2 separate regions of the Triticum aestivum genome follow, and region 1 is linked to region 2. Evidence: chromatin contacts called from public Hi-C data. All regions are on one chromosome and are shown on one strand. Each heading gives the region's core, a stretch centred on a gene start, on an enhancer-like site or on the middle of the called end of the contact. The rest is flanking DNA. Distances are from core to core; before and after follow the strand shown.

Evidence for each region. Hi-C and Micro-C count contacts between places; a contact is called where the count stands out from the background.
Region 1: a contact with region 2 is called in a Hi-C map of leaf, with 4 times the contacts expected there. The contact joins the promoter of LOC123062550 here to the promoter of LOC123062544 in region 2. A contact is called at or near these places in 1 of 5 Hi-C or Micro-C datasets (leaf) and 1 of 1 datasets of contacts at active chromatin or transcription factors (leaf).

The regions. Positions count from the first base shown.
Region 1 is chr3A:607,820,935-607,824,170 of IWGSC CS RefSeq v2.1, forward strand. It overlaps LOC123062550 (elicitor-responsive protein 1), which reads left to right and starts at 1,734. Exons shown (of 5, transcript XM_044486106.1): 1 at 1,734-2,157; 2 at 2,312-2,377; 3 at 2,540-2,678; 4 at 3,021-3,159. The coding sequence starts at 2,091. LOC123062549 (triosephosphate isomerase, cytosolic) reads left to right here. Exons shown (of 9, transcript XM_044486105.1): 6 at 1-10; 7 at 204-282; 8 at 451-533; 9 at 682-1,000. The coding sequence ends at 735.
Region 2 is chr3A:607,437,805-607,440,896 of IWGSC CS RefSeq v2.1, forward strand. It overlaps LOC123062544 (protein ESMERALDA 1), which reads right to left and starts at 1,412. Exons shown (of 10, transcript XM_044486098.1): 1 at 777-1,412. The coding sequence starts at 1,163. LOC123062546 (pentatricopeptide repeat-containing protein At4g11690-like) reads left to right here and starts at 2,595. Exons shown (of 1, transcript XM_044486100.1): 1 at 2,595-3,092. The coding sequence starts at 2,881. It overlaps TRNAK-CUU (transfer RNA lysine (anticodon CUU)), which reads left to right and starts at 2,493; the gene lies at 2,493-2,565.

The DNA of each region.
Region 1 (3,236 bases), core at 484-2,983, 380 kb after region 2:
AGCACAGGAGGTATACTGTCTCAATAAGAGCAATAAGCACTTTTCACGGATTGCTGTTTCTGTAAGACATTTTTGTTCACACGTTACTGCTTGCCTGCTTCCATAAGACAGTTGAGCCTCTCCCTATATCCGATACCGACGAATCACTCTCACTAGTTGCTTGTTGTTCTAGTTCTGATATCTTGAAACTCCAATGGTACTAGGTTCATGATGGTCTGAGGAAGTGGCTCCACGCTAATGTTGGTCCTGCAGTTGCTGAATCTACCAGGATTATCTATGGAGGTACTACTGCTTGCAATAGTTACATTCTACTGCGAAACTGACAGTGAATCATGAACTGAATTTCACTGGAATGCTGAATTCTCTGTACAACATTCCATTTTACCCCGTACTGCCGAACTGCTGTAAACTGGACCTCACCCTTTACGTTCTCCTTGAATCTCTTTCCAGGCTCTGTAAATGGGGCAAACTGCAAAGAGCTTGCAGCTCAACCTGATCTTGACGGGTTCCTTGTTGGCGGCGCTTCACTCAAGGTCTTAATCCGTGTTCCTAATAAATAATTAACTACACTTGACATGTTATATAAATGAAGTCAATATAATACATAATGTCACGCTCAATTGGCTAAGCTTTATACAATTCTTATGAATCTTGACCTTTACTTTTTTTTTGTTTGTGCAGCCCGAGTTTGTGGACATCATCAAGTCTGCCACCGTGAAGTCTTCTTCTGCTTAGTTGTTTTTGAGATGCATGCAGTTGCTTGTAGGAGTGGATTCTGCTTATCTTTATAAGACTGTTTGACCATCTTGTTCTAATTCGAGTGCACTGTTATGTCGCATTGACCATCTTATCTTTAGGGTGATGCATGCTTATGTTTGCTTGTTTTTGTCTGGAACGATAATCGGATTACTTATATGTACCAACTATGCACAAATTCGACAAAATTCGCAGAGGCCTGTTGACACCATAACAGCTGAAACCAATTTTCTTGTTTCTTGAAGTTCTGAAGTGCCGTATATTTGAATACTCTGTTACCTGTTGCCTTTTTATGAACTTCTTGCTCGAACCAGGTGAAGTAACAGAATTCCTGATGGTACACAGACATCACTACTGTTTGAACAGTATTCCACTTTTGTCATTCATTTGAATACTACTAACAAATCGCTCTCAGCCACCCGCAAAAAAAAAACAAAAACAAATCGCTCTCAGCCGTGCCATCAACCTTGCGTAACGGCAGCATTCAGGCCGAGGTCAGAGGCAAGTAGTATAAATCTAGAACCTAAGAAACGTGACCCTGACCCAGATCTGAGAAGCCGGCCGGGTCTGTTGCTCACCTCCCTGTCGTAGTCCACGAACTACGTTTCGTCTCCTTTCCGTCTCATCGCGTCGGAACGGTAGAAGCGATCAAAATTTCCAAAACGCGCGTACAGTTTGGCTACGGCAGGCATCCAGATTCCCAGCAGATACGCGTCGCTGTCGACCATGATGGTGGCACAAGCCGCGGATGGGGATCCAGAGCGAACCATCCAATCAGCACGATTAGCTGCTAGTCCTGAACCGGGACTGGGAGGGATCAAACCATGTTCGTGCTAGCGGTGACTAGTTCTACTACTCAAGCCAGTGGCCAACTAACCAACTGGTATTACAGTAATGATCCCGTTTCCAGGAAGACGTTAAAAGTGTAAGAGCAGATCTACTCTTCTCGCAGAGAAAAGAATGACCAGTTGGTGGGGATGGATGGCTCCACCTTCTTTTCGTGTGGGAAGTGAACGAAGGAGAGAGGAAGCGTGTGAAGAGCCTTGAACCGGTCCGGTCCAAACAGGAGCTTTCTCCACCGGCAGGCACCCCTTTCTCACGCTGGCGACCGCTCCAGAGCTTCGACCTGCCCGCTGGAGCGGCTAGCCAAGGCAGCGAATGCATACAAATACATAGGCAGGCAGGTAGGAGGCGGCCGTGGTTTGGTATCTTGCTTCCAAACGCGACCTCATCACAGCAAGACCCGGAGGAAACAAGGCGAGGGCAGAGCGGCCTGCCAGAAGGCAAAGGGCAGAGGAGGTGCTTGCTCAGGTCTCCAGCTAGATCCGGCGACGATGGGTAGGGGCGTTCTGGAGGTGCATCTCGTCGACGCCAAGGGCCTCTTCGGCAGCGATTTCCTAGGTGAGTAGAGTACCCCCTCCTCCTTTGTCGAATTGTATAAGAAGGAACTGATGATGTGGTACCTTCTTGGCTTGGCTTCGTTTTGCGCCGTTCTTGCGTTCGATTGTGGGTGAAGTGTGATTGATCTTTGTGCTGGCCATGTACGTGCGTGCAGGGAAGATCGACCCGTATGTGATCGCGCAGTACCGGAGCCAGGAGCGAAAGAGCAGCACCTCCCGAGGTCAGCTCCCTGGTTTTGTTTTCCTCTTCATGATTTTCCTGCTGCAAATGGTGATATTGGAAGAACGGAGCATCCAACGGCCGTTGACTCTGGCGCAATAGATCCAGGAGCCGTCGATACCCTGCGAGGCTGTGGCTAACCGTGCGCTGTAAAATGATGCAGATGAGGGGAGGAACCCGAGCTGGAACGAGGTGTTCCGGTTCCAGATCAACTCCTCGGCCGCCAACGGGCAGCACAAGCTCTTCCTCCGGATCATGGACCACGACAACTTCTCCAGCGACGACTTCCTCGGCCAAGCAACGTGAGTGCTCCTCCTCCTCCTCCTCCTCCTTGTTGTGTAGGGTTTTCATAAAAATAATTGGAAGATTAGAACTGTCAATTTCCTATGTGGAATGCGATATTATGCACCCCATCATGAGCTCATACCTATCATATTTTCTGGCAAGAAGTCCAATGCAGTCCCTTTCTACTCTCTTTTCTCATCCTAAGAAAAAACTTAAAAATAATCATGCTTTTCGAGATCCGGCACAAACGTGACGTTTTGTTGTTGTGTTTTGCTTACTCACGTGTTTCCTAGTTCATGCTACCTAAAGAACAGAAAGAAAAGTGCCAAGTCTAAACCTCGAAACCATCATTGATGCAGGATCAACGTGACCGATCTGATCAGCACCGGCATGGAGAGCGGCGCGTCGCAGCTGAACGCGGCGAAGTACAGCGTTGTGTCGGCTGATAACTCATACCACGGCGAGATCAGAGTAGGCCTCACGTTCACCGCCACCAAGGTAAAGACCAAAGACTAAAGAGATGCAAGCATGATTGCGTGCAGTGACTGGCCTCCATTGATTTCTCGTGGCTCACC
Region 2 (3,092 bases), core at 162-2,661:
AAAACAAGTCCTTCGGAGTTGAGAGGCCATCAGGTATACACAAGTTTCATACACTTGAATCATAAATTAACCTGTCAATCTGTCATCATCGCTACTAATATGAAAAGCCATGTTCACCAGATGCTCCTAACCATGTCTATTGTGTACACACATTCATAAGATTCAACTGTTAAAAGCAATTGTTTTAGACCAGCAGAATTGCAGACTGTTGGATGGATAGTTTGCATTGGGTTTTCCATAATTCCGTTCAATTAACAAATACTATGTGATACCGCAATATTTACAACATTTCTGCACATGCTATTGCTTGAAGCAGGTAATCTGACAAATTCTCAAACCGCAATTATCTGATTCTGACCAAGATATGTGTCTTCTCCCAGTTGATTAAAAATACTAGGAACCCAACAAATCTGAAGTATGTTTCAACTTGGTGAAACACCATTAGTTTGCCCTGTTATCCACCCTCACATACATTTCCACAACTGTATTGTAGTAATTCTGCAGCAATCGGGGGTAAAACTAACCCATATCTGTCCTAACCAGCACGCACCACATAAAGCAAACGAGTATACGGCCACAAGCAGAAAACGACATAGTTCAGTCTCTGAAGACACGCTGAAAGTCAGCTCACGCACAATGATCCAACCACCCACCGCCGCACCCACTACAATCCGAGCATCGAGAGAACTCGCTCCACCCCCGAATCGAGTAAACACTTCGATCGCAAACACAGACTTCCAGAGACGAGCAGGGGGGAGGGGCAGCGCGGCACTCACCGCGTCCGTGGCGTTGTCGGCGTCCATTTCGGGGCGCAGGCGGGCGTACAGCTGCGGGCTGTGGTAGAGCGAACCGGGCGCGGGGCGGGAGATGATGCGGGGCACGCCGTCGAGGGAGATGGAGCCCATGTAGAGCAGCATCGCCGCGACGTAGAGCAGCGGTGCGAAGAGGAAGACGGCCTGCCGCCGCAGCAGCGCGGCCAGCACCGCCCGCGCGGCCCGCCGCGCCGCGCCTCCCCCTCCCGCCGCCTTCCCCGCGCCCGCGCCGCCCTTGGCTGACGCCCTCCTCCCCCACGCCCGCCGCGGCGACGACGGCGGGGACGCCGCCGCCCCCGCCCCGCCGCCCACGCCGAAGCTCCCCAGGCGGCTGTACGCGTGGTGCTGCATCGAAGCCGCCTCCGGAACCCCCCGGCAGGCACGGCTCGGAGCTGGCCGGGGCCAGGAGAGCTCTGCCGGCCCGCCGGTGTCAGTCGGGCCGGGACTCGCGCCGCGCGGCCGATCGGGTCTGAGCTGAGCGGCGGGCGGCGGCGAGGGAGGGGAGAGGGGGAACGGAAGGAGGCGGAGGCGCTGCTGTGGTGCGACTGTTCAAAGAGGGGGAGGGGAGGGGAGGGGGAGGCGCACGGCGTGGGGGTGGGCGGTGGACCTCCTTCCTTCCTTCCTTCCTTCTCCCCCTGCTGCTCGGGCGCGTTGGAATTCAAGAGAGGTTTTGGACGCTGGGGCCCGTCTCCGTCCGTGGGAAGGGAGGCGGGCTCGGCCGTCGCTGACTCGGTATTTTCTGGCGTCTGGTTGCGGGGGCGGCCGGTGGGCGTGGGGCAGCAGTACGGGATAGAATGACGTGGAAGTGGAAGGTCTCTGAGGTTTGGACTCCGGACCGGTGGACTGCTCTGCGTGTGAGCGAGCGTGCGGGGCGGTCGACACTCGACAGGCGGGTGTGCGGGAGAGATACGTTGCGATCTTGCACTTCGCTTGCTCGCCTACGACCGTGGTGGGAAAACGGTCCCACCGCCACCGGGCTGAGTGTGCCGTGGTTGGTGACATGAGCGTAGGTATTGGACTTGTGACGATATTATTCGTCGGACAAAATTGGCGATCGGGACGAGTCGCTCGTCATGCCCAACACGTGTGCCCGCGACGTTAACTGCTATCCGGAAATATGCTGAAAATAAGTAGTAGTACTGTACTACAGTACTAGTACTAGACCCAATCGGATCCTTCGATCAGCCAGTGGCAAGGGCAATAATAACACGCTTCCCTTTATTCCGGATCCTTCCATAAGATTTAGCGCTCTCGGATTGATCGCTTTCCCTTGGTTCCAAGGCTCGTAGCTGCGAAAAGGGTGTGCTGGCTGAATAACGTCAAATCCCCTCCGGAAAGGAAAGATGCTAAGCTGCAAAGGGGAGGCCAGGTACAAACGTTTCCTTCTTCTCCTTGCAAGCTGTCGCGTGCATAGTTGATGACGATATTCCTTTCCAGTTTTTTCCTCGTTCGATCGTGGTGGCATTTATGTATGCGTACGAAAGAATTCGACTAGTAGTGCCGAAATTCGTATTCACTGAGCAAGTAGTATATGGTGGACCATGCAAAAAAAAAGTAGTATATGGTTGTACACGCCCAGTTTTCTTTGGGAAGGAGGGAGTAGATTTCAAGGTCAGGAACGGGTAACCTTTTTTGGCGAGACAAGTAACGAGTACCTTTTCTGTGCATTCTATTCAGCAAGCCCGTCTAGCTCAGTTGGTAGAGCGCAAGGCTCTTAACCTTGTGGTCGTGGGTTCGAGCCCCACGGTGGGCGACCATTTTTTTTTCCTCCGGGCTTTTTTGTTCGAACTGGAAATGGTGAGTGAGTATGAACTTTAGGCTCCGCAGAACTGGAAATGGCAACCACAGGGCACCTGCTAGAGACGCAGCTCGAAACGAATCCCAAAGCTTCTTCCTCATCATAATCACAACAGATCAGGAGGAACAATCTCATTTCTGGCCTTGAATCCTACGTCCAACTGCTCTGCTGGCCGTGTGCAACGCGGCATCGATGACCCGCCAACAACTCAAACCTCCACTCCAGAAAGGGTAGCAAAAAGCCGATCAGGTGAAGCAAAACAAAAACCCGATGTCCGCGACCACGGCCGAGGCCGTGCGCCGGCTCTGCGCCGCCGGCGAGCTGCGGTCAGCGCTAGCGCATCTCGCCCGCGGCGCGAAGGCGGGCGACGGGGCGCTGGACGTGGCCGCCTGCACGGCGCTCGTCCACGCCTGCTGCAGGACCGGCGACCTGGCGGAGGCGCGGAGGGTGTTCGGCGCAATGCCGCGCCTGGGGCTGGCCCC